Regions from separate parts of the Mus musculus genome. Here region 1 is linked to region 2. Evidence: chromatin contacts called from public promoter capture Hi-C data. All regions are on one chromosome and are shown on one strand. Each heading gives the region's core, a stretch centred on a gene start, on an enhancer-like site or on the middle of the called end of the contact. The rest is flanking DNA. Distances are from core to core; before and after follow the strand shown. Region 1 holds the start of Ccdc89 (coiled-coil domain containing 89). Region 2 overlaps Ccdc83 (coiled-coil domain containing 83).

Evidence for each region. Promoter capture Hi-C pulls out the DNA fragments that hold promoters and counts their contacts.
Region 1: a promoter capture Hi-C map of trophoblast stem cells shows a contact between it and region 2, with 2.4 times the contacts expected there. The contact joins the promoter of Ccdc89 here to the enhancer-like site in region 2. A contact is called at or near these places in 3 of 39 promoter capture datasets (the C10 cell line, HPC-7-derived erythroid cells and trophoblast stem cells), 1 of 115 datasets of contacts at active chromatin or transcription factors (stem cell-derived neural progenitor cells) and 2 of 9 other capture datasets (embryonic stem cells and liver).

The regions. Positions count from the first base shown.
Region 1 is chr7:90,424,075-90,428,776 of GRCm38.p6, reverse strand. It overlaps Ccdc89 (coiled-coil domain containing 89), which reads right to left and starts at 2,465. Exons shown (of 1, transcript NM_027298.1): 1 at 113-2,465. The coding sequence starts at 2,193. The coding sequence ends at 1,081.
Region 2 is chr7:90,228,495-90,233,307 of GRCm38.p6, reverse strand. Ccdc83 (coiled-coil domain containing 83) reads left to right here. Exons shown (of 11, transcript NM_183293.1): 8 at 3,396-3,517. Among named protein-coding and RNA genes, the nearest start is that of Ccdc83, 35 kb to the left of the region's middle. Within about 2 kb of position 1,712, at least 9 of the 459 cell types and tissues checked have an H3K27ac peak or open chromatin away from gene starts, as enhancers often do. A contact at or near this core is called in trophoblast stem cells, where this site is marked.

The DNA.
Region 1 (4,702 bases), core at 1,216-3,715, 190 kb before region 2:
GTTCCTGGCACCAAGTGAATGAGAAAATTGCTATGCTATAATCTATCTTATAGGTATTCATAATTGCATATAACAATGACTAAATATAGGAGAAATAAGAAAATAAATTATATTCTAGGAATTAACTTGATAACTTTACTTCCTTAGGAACTTTACATTAATCTACATTTAACTCTGTTAAATAGCTACTTTTACAAAACTGAATTATTCCTACAAAGAATGCCATAAGTACACATATACGCATTCAGCTTGGACTTTTAAAACACAAAATTACACAAAATGTATTGACAGAAACAGAAAACAATTTATGAGCTGCTACCAAAATCTGCTATGACTAGTTACCTTAAATTGAGGTAATTTTTTTGCCTATTAGCATATTGTAAAATAGTCTCAATAGAGAATGTCTAAATCCTCTCAGTTATTAAGGAGAAAAACCAAGAAAGTGGAAGTAAGATAGACTTGCAGAAAATATTAGAATTGGTTGATGTAACGAACTTGAATCTTAATGCTCAATAGAATGAATGTATCAGAGCTAGCTTTTACACTTTGGCACACAAGTGAATGATCAAACTTTTGCTTTGCCAAGCTAATACAAAATCAGATCCAATTAGAGCCTTTTTGCTGAGAAGTTTTTGTCCTACCATGCTGACTTCTGTTTGTTTATACGCCCACCTACAGTGTTGTAAGCCTATTGTTCTGCAATGGCTAATGGGGCTGTGTCTTCCCTTTTTTCCCCCACGATAGCATGTTTATTTTAGGATCCATTAAATCATACATCTTTTCAAGCTATCTATAGGAAGATGTCTGAGGCTGAGAATGAGTGAGTTATGAGGTAGAAGATACGGATAATCTTAAGAAACCTTTGAAGGTACAGCGGGGAACACTGGTTAATCTTAAATGTGTTCTAGTGGGTGTAACTGAAAATTAACATTAACTTTGCAACAGTAACAACAACAACGTCATAGTAAAGTAGTTTTTGTACTTAAAAGTATAGTAAATGAATTATCTTTGCTTTTGCCATAAATCTAAGGCACATGGACTTGAAATATTGACTGGAGACCACAGGAAGCACAATTTCTCTTATGGAAAGAGATGGCGGAGTTTGGCATTAAGCTCTCTCTCTTTGCTTAAGAGATCCAGGCTGTGCTTTTTGAAGGCTTCTGATTGCAGACGCAGCTCATCATAAGCTTTCTGGATCCCATCTACCCTGCGCTGAAGCTCGCGAACTCTCAGGTTGCTATCAACGGCCACTGCCTCTTGCTCAAAGCGTTCCAGCGCATGCTTCTTAGCCATGGCTGCTGTCTCCAACTTCTCCTCAAGCTGGCGGATCTCAGCCTGTTTGTTCTGAAGCACCTTGCCTCTCTCCATGGACAGCTGCAGCAGCTCCTCTTTCTCTCGCAGGACAGTCTGCAGCCTGGCCTGCAGCTCCTGGTTCAGGTTGAGATTAGCCTCTTGCTCCTTTCCCATCTGTTCCGTGGCCTGCTGGTGTTGCTGTTTGATGCTCTGCAGCTGGCTGCGCAGCTCCTCGGTCTCCTTGGCATGGTCACAGGCTTGCTGGTTCTGCAGGCCCAGCAGCTCCTCCTCTCGGGCCTGAGCCTGGCTAGCTTCGTGAGCGCATCTCTGTTTCAAGACCTCCAGTTCCTCCACCAGGGCCTTGTTGAGTGTAGTGAGCTCCAGTACCTTAGCCTCCTGGTCTTTCAGAGCCTGGCTGAAGAGGCTGTTGTTTTCCTGCCTCAGCCTCGCATTCTCCTCTTTCAGCTTGACGTTTTCACTCTTGTGCGCATCCTTGAAGCGAATCATCTGCTCGTGGTTGGATGCCAGGATCATGAAGTGATTCTCCAGCTTTTGGATGTGCTCACTCTGGGCCTTCAACTTCTCCATCTCCTGCAGCCTCTTCTCCTCCAGCTCCGAGTTGAGCAGTTCTAAGATCTGGCAGCGTTCCAGGGCCTCGTCGGATCTGCGTTTCAGGATGCAGATGAGCTGGGATTGCTCTTGGATGCGGGAGCGAAGCATTGCCTTCTCGCCCTTCTCCTCCTCAGACAGTCCCCTAAGGTTGGCCAAAGCTTCTCTCAGACCGTCCATTTCCTTAAACCCCAATTCCTCATCCTGGTTTTGCAGGTTTTCGTTTTGTTTTCCTAAGATCTCGTCGGGGGGTGGGGTATCCATCCTAAGAGTCTTCTCCTCCTGCGGCATAGACGCGCTCTGCGGGAGAACTGACTTCAGTCTTTCCCCCTTCTGATTTCAAAGGGGCGTTGCTATGGACGCTTGGCACTCTCCAGCGGTTGGTTTTTCCAGTAAGGAGTCCTATAATTGGTGGACAGGCCTGCAGAACGCAGTGAGGTAATAGGGGGAGTTCAGGGCCAATCTGGTCAGGCTACGCATGTCGTTTAAACCAATCACAGTTCTTAGTTCACTGCCACTGTCCCGCCTGTGCCGCAAAGACATAAGCCTTCCACAAAGTCAGCTTCCTATTCTCTACAAATCCTGATTTCTCATAAGAGTAAACAAAGTAAGCTTACAGTGACTTACTCTGCTCTTTATTCTGAAAAGAAACTGCTGTCTATAGAAACAATTCGCCATGGGTGCACACAAAGGAGAGTCTGGACCCAAGTCTTAGCTCAGCTGCTATAAATGAAATTTCTTTTGTTTCCCTTAACTCTAACCTTATCTTTGGGAGTGGACACCTTTAGTTAGACACTCAATCCTCCTGTTTATCTATTGGGAAAATAAATGGACAGACAGAAACGCAATGAACAATACAGATGCAATCAAATCAGAAACAAAAACCAAAAACCAAACCAAAACAACAACACACCCCATGATGGTTGATTACACTTGTGCCTTGCACACTGGAAACATGGAGATACAAGTCTGTTTGACAAGACGCCAAGAGTGATAGTCGAGTGTGTATAAAAGTGTCAGATAAGATTGACATATTAATAAAAACCTTAGAAGCATTAATAGAGCACCATGTTGAAAGAGAAATAAATAAATACATTTTAAAAACGAGACAGAAACAGCTGAGCAATGAATCTCAAGAATGATCCAACAAATGCAAGCAAAAATTAGATGGTATTTCATCCACCAAAGTCAGTAAAAATAAATGGATATAATTCTCATTAATTATGATTTCCCTTTAAACATGATAATGCTCAATTAGCTGTTTCTTTTGGATATTTAGATTCCAAGCTTCTTAATTATTATGAGGTAGATGGCAGAAGCTTTGCACAAGGTTCTTCTTCCTCCTCCTCCTCCTCCTCCTCCTCCTCCTCCTCCTCCTCCTCCTCCCCCTCCTCCTCTTCCTCCTCCTTCTTCTTCAGATTATTTCAAACAAACAGCTCCCCACAAGGACAGTTACTGGCTCTCAATACAGTTAAAGCACTTTTAGTTAGCATAGACACTCTTAACTGACTTTCATCCAGAATATAAAGAGCAAATGACCAGAAAATTTGAATGTGTCTCTTCTTGTTTTACATATAGTGAACATTGTATTTGTTGATTACCTTATATGGTTATGTGATATAACAAACTGAAATTATAAAATATATTTTCTAAGAACAGGAAAAACTCTCAAAATATTAACATCAGTTGTTTCTCCGGGTTGGAATAACTGTCTCCCTCCCTCCCTACCTACCTAAGGCCCACACACATAACAGATATTCAGAGATCTTTATTGAATAGTTTTTCCACATTTAAAAATGTATTTTGTTAAGTACAAATTAACTTCTGTAACATCAAAATCGATAGATTTTTTTTCTAAATTAAAGCAAAGAACTTCAAAAGATTTATTGAGGGTGCAGGAGGAGGAATACTAACACATAGGATGTTTGAAAAAGTTTGAGTAAACCTATTTTATAATCTTTTAAAATATAAATATTAGAATACACACACACACACACACACACACACACACAAACACACATATATATTTCTCCCTAGAAGCCATAGATCATGAAACAAAGAGCTAAGCATCAGGAACAAGACATTTGCCTTAAAGCTATTGATCAAAAAATCCAGAGACTCCTAAAACGACCCAGGCTATCTTCATTCTTCTTAGTTGCCCACCAAGACTTGATAAGACCCTGTTATTGGAGATACCACATGCTTTTGTCACAGAATATGGAAAATGAAACTGATCTTATTGGCTAGCTTTCATAGTGCTGGAAGGTGCTCTGTAGGCTTGCTGGGGGGAAAGACATCAACATTCTCACCCAGCTGTGAACCCTGCATACTATAATAAGGACCAGCTCAGCCAGATGTGCTCCTCAGTGCAAAGATGAAATGAATGCTATTCCATTTAAGGCCTGTTCCTCAAGGTGGAAGTCAACTGGGACAAGAACCCATGGCATGGTAGGTTAGAGGCCTAAGGAAAGGATTTACTACTATTGTGTTGTTAAGTGGACATAGATACAACATCCTTCTAAACATTTATCTTCCTACCTATTGATTAGTGCAGCTCTCAACCATCTTGCAGCAGATATGAAGAATACAGGACTAGAACACTCAGCTCTAAAGGCAGCACCTGCATTACCAGTCCCCAGTCTCCCCTAGAGCTCACGGGTCATCACAGAAGAGGGGGTGAAAGATAACAAGAGTTAGACGTTTGACGGCTTCAAATCAGTGTGTCCTGGACACCAAGGGGTGCTTTCTGGGTGTGAACTCATGAAGTCATAAGTGTATTCAGGAGACCTCCACAGGATCA
Region 2 (4,813 bases), core at 463-2,962:
GTCGGAGTAGAGTAAGGGTCTAGAAAACTAGGAGACAATTTCTATACTGTTTCAGCAATATTGTCAAGTAGCTTTACTGTGTATGAGATGGGTGTTAAGGGAGCAAACTGGGCCTTGTGCACACTAGGCAAGGGTTCGGCCCCCTGGCCCCAGCCCTGGCCTTTTCCCTTTTCCTTTAGATTTTACCTGATTTTTTGCTGTGTTGGTTACTGAGCCCAGAGCCTTGTGCATAGTCGGCAAGAACTGCAGCCCCAGCCCCTGTTGTTTGAAGACAAGGTTTCCCATTGGCCAGGCTACCTTTGAACTTGCTCTGGGTTCTGCATTCACCTAAACCCTGCCTCAGCCTCTTGAGTAGCTAGGATTGCAGGACTGTGCCACCAGTGCCAGCCTGACAATTGTCAAATTAACTTTGTAAAGTCATGTTAATAAGGGCTCGTACCATTACTCCTGAATAATTAGAATGAATTTCCTATTTACACAAGACTTTGAGATGGAGGTCAGGGATCAGAAGTTAAGGGTCATCTTTGGCTATACAGCGAGTTCAAGGCTAGCCCTGTCTACACAAGACGTTATCTAAAAAATAAAAATATAAATAAATAAATAAAGCTAAAACAAGGAATCAATAATTTAAAACTCAAGGTGGGTTAATAATATAATGTTAGGGGAATTTATTATTATTTTACTAAATATAATAGTATAATCCTATATAACTATTTAACTCTGGATTTATAAGATGTCACAGATCTTAGATTTAAGGAAAATGACTTAAAAAGATGTATATTTGACAATAAGAAAGGTTGCCCTGATGAAGCTTCAAATGTTTGGTTTCATTTAGTTGTTTTGTTTTGTTTTGTTTTGTTTTTTTTAATTCTTATAATTCACTGGAAAAAAAAGGGGGAAGTGTCAAGTTTAACTCACAGAACTTGGAGGAAAAGGGCAAAGCATTTTAAAGAAATTCAATAGGTTTAATATTTCTATTACAATAAATATTCATTTTGGCATGGTTAAATTTCCTCAAAAAATGAATGAAAACCACTTCTTATTGTAAGTTCTATCACTACATCCAAGGGTTGCCCAGAAACACACCTAAGGTGATTCATTTCCTTGAGGAAGGTATCTCATGGCTTGAAAAGCGTTGCTAAGCGGTCACCTCGGGGAACCACCCACTCATCTTCTCTCCGCAAAAAAACCCAGAGCATTGATGTGTGTGAAGATTCAGAGCAGCTTGGTGCATTGCTTTTGCTGTGTGTTTTCATTTGGCATGCTCATTAGGAAAAGGAAGACAATTGAATTTTTCAAATGACGTTCACTCTCTCAGAGAAACAGGACAAGGGGAGACTCCTACTCTCAGAAAGGGCTTCTAATCTCTTAGGGCTCAAGGGGACTTGCGTCCACTTTAGTCAGGCCCCTAGGTCCCTGGGTGACGGAGTGTGACTTGTCTGTCCTCATCTCCAGCAGAACTTCGTAGGTATTTAGAGAAGCCTGGTTCCCCACCTTTTCTTCCCTTCATGCTCCTTACTCCAGAACGCTAAGACGATTATGAGAAGCTACGGGCTTTGTTTCCCTAGTACTTCAAAAGCCAAGAGGATTCAGCAATTAATGCAAACATTGCTGTGCACTCTGAAGAGGGAAGTGATGTCATAAGATAGCCTAAGCCCTGCGCAGGTGTCATGGTGCCAACTTTGGAAAAAGCTGGAGAACGACGTGCTACCTCCCACGCATGCCCAGCCCACAGCCTTGCGTCTTTCACTTTCCTCTCTGCACAGCCTCTCTGGTGTGTTTCTCATCCTTTGAAAACAAACTTTTCTTTAAGGCATCTAAGGCATCCAAACTTGTAATCAAGTTAATTATCTCTGAGCCTAAACACCAACCACGGGCTTATTATAGACTTAGAAGGGTTGAGACAGGTGAGTAACATTTGTTTTGTCTTCCTTTCCAGCTCGAAGCTGCCTGCAGGCTGAGCAATGACACCACAAGGCTCTCTAATTAGCTCTGGCTTTGTTGACTGAGTTGACTGGGTCTTTGGGGGGAAAGGTTGAATCTTGTTCACCTTTGTGTCCTATATTGTGCTGTTCCTGAGGAAGCGCTATTCAGATTTCTCCTCAGTGATGCTGGTCTCTTCTTCATCACTGTTAATTTCTTAGCTCCAGCTGGCTAGCATCAATTGTCCCAGTTAAAGTAAAAGGTTTACTTTCACGGTTCCGGACTCTTGTTAGCCATAGCTGATTCTTCAGCCCCAGCTAACCAGAACACAGATTCTTTTTTTTTTTTAATTAGAATTTTATTTTTCTTTTATGTACATTGGTGTTTTGCCTGCATGTATATCTGTGTGAGGGTGTCAGATCCTCTGGAACTAGAGGCACAGACAGCTGTGAGCTGTCATGTAGGTGCTTGAAATTGAATCTGGATCCTCTGGAAGAGCAGCCAGACATCTCTCCCCACCCCCAACCCTCACCCAGAGCACAGATTTTTAACTCAAAATATGCAACAGCTGTGATAGAGTATTTTCAGGGCTTCCAACCTTCCCTCTGGAACTTCGCAAGTCAGGCCTCCATCTTCTGCGTTGCTCTCAATATCCTTTTTTCTTCTTTTAAGACTTTACTTTATTTACACGAGTTCACTGTAGCTGTCTTCAGGCACCCCAGAAGAGGGCATTGGATCCCATTATAGATGGTTGTGAGCCACCATGTGGTTGCTAGGAATTGAACTCAGGACCTCTGGAAGAGCAGTCAGTGCTCTTAACCACTGAGCCATCTCTCCAACCCCGCTCTCACCATTCTTATCTTCCAAGTTCCCTTCGAACGGATCACCAAGCTACAAATACTCAATGGCTTTTTAATTCAATGTTCCAAAGTCCTTCCACAATCTTCCACAAAACAGCATGTCTGTCAGAGCAATACCCAATGATCCTGGAACCAATTCTGCCCTAGTTTAAAGAATATAATTCTAATATAGGTGCTAGTAGAAAGGGCTTTTAGTCATTTTTTTAAAGTACCACCATACATACCAGTTATTGCAGTATGTTCTCATTATCTTATTTATTGTTGCCTTTAGAGCAATCCCCATTCACTGGCCAATGTGCCATACTGCTAAAGTGAATTTTGTTTTCCTATGTCTGCCTCTGCTTATTTCTAAGTTCAGCCATGCCTCAGGAGTCTTGCAAAGGACAGCGACCACTCTGTAATAATTGCCTGCCACGCCTGTCAGTGACCCAGAAAACAGTCCCATCATTCCTTCTTAGCCACAGAAGGACCAGGCAAACCCCATAATAAACAGTAAATGATAGCCCTTCCCTCAGGCAAACGTCCTTTCAGGAGTTGAGTTTGCTAAAGAAGGAAGGAGTCACTGAATGAAGCCAGCAAGTACTGACACCCATCCCCCTCTTCCACCAACAGATCACAATTCACAAGAAGGAAGTTGAAGAACTGGAAGCTTCTATCCATCTACTAGAAGAGGAAAATTTGCTGCTTATTGACCAGTTAATTAACTGCAGACTTGTGGATCTCAAAATACCCAAGTGAGACGCTCCCTGGTGCCATAGCAGTTAGCATTTGGTGCGACCAGAATGCCCTGGTCAAAGTTGTTAAATTTCTAGAAAGTGTTTTGTAGACATTATATCTGTAAAAAGTTGGTGGGATTTGTTTGTTTGTTTGTTTGTTTTGTTTTAGAAAGGTCATTTATCCAGACGGCACTTGTCATCCTCGTACTTAGGAAGCTAACACAAAGGGATTCCTATAAATACAAGGCCAACATGGGATACATAGTTCTTGGCCAGTATGGGCTACAGAGTAATGCTCTGAAAAAGAAATACATAGTTCTTCAGTGCTTTCACTAGATGGAAGTAGTCAAAAATCAAGGAACTCTGGGGAGATGGCCCAATTGAAAAGCACTGGCTGCTTTTCCAGAGGACCTGGATTCAGGGCCACACACACACACACACACACACACTGTGGCTCACAACCATATGTACCTCAGGGCCCAACACACACACACACACACACACACACACACACACACACTGTGGCTCACAACCATATGTACCTCAGGGCCCAACACACACACACACACACACACACACACACACACACACACTGTGGCTCACAACCATATGTACCTCAGAGCCCAACACACACACACACACACACACACACACACACACACACACTGTGGCTCACAACCATATGTACCTCTAGTGCCAGGGAGGCTGATGCCCTCTTCTGGCCTCTGTAGGTACTGCACACATGTATGCAGGTAACTTACAAGTAAAAATAAATAATTCAAAAACATTAACAAACAGTAGTAGCATGCACAGCAGCTACAAATATGTAGAAACACTGTGTGCATGTGCTTTAAATAGCTTATATGTATTTTTTTCTCTTCCTCTCCCTCTTTCCCACAATCCTCCTCTTCACATTGAACCCAGGACCTTATACATGCCAGGCAAGACCTCTAACACTGAGCTACACCCCGACGGTATTTCTTACGAATCTTCTTACTGAGAATCCACAGTGATCTAATTTGGTATCATTCCTACTGTCTTTCTGGAACATTCCCTCCCCTCGTACTCTTCCTGGGAAACTCCTGGTTCTACAAGACTCTATTCCGAGTTTATCTCCTCAGGAAAACCTTCCTTGTCCCCAGACTATCTCAAGGGGTGGTTTTTCCTGACTCCCAGAATTTGCACCCTATTCATTACACATCTCGCTAAGAACTGTCACTTTGGAATTCTGTAGTAGTTTATCATTTCAACAAGCCTGAAAAAGCGGGTCTCAGTTTCCCATTCTGTCTCCATACTCAGGGGAGGAATAGGCAC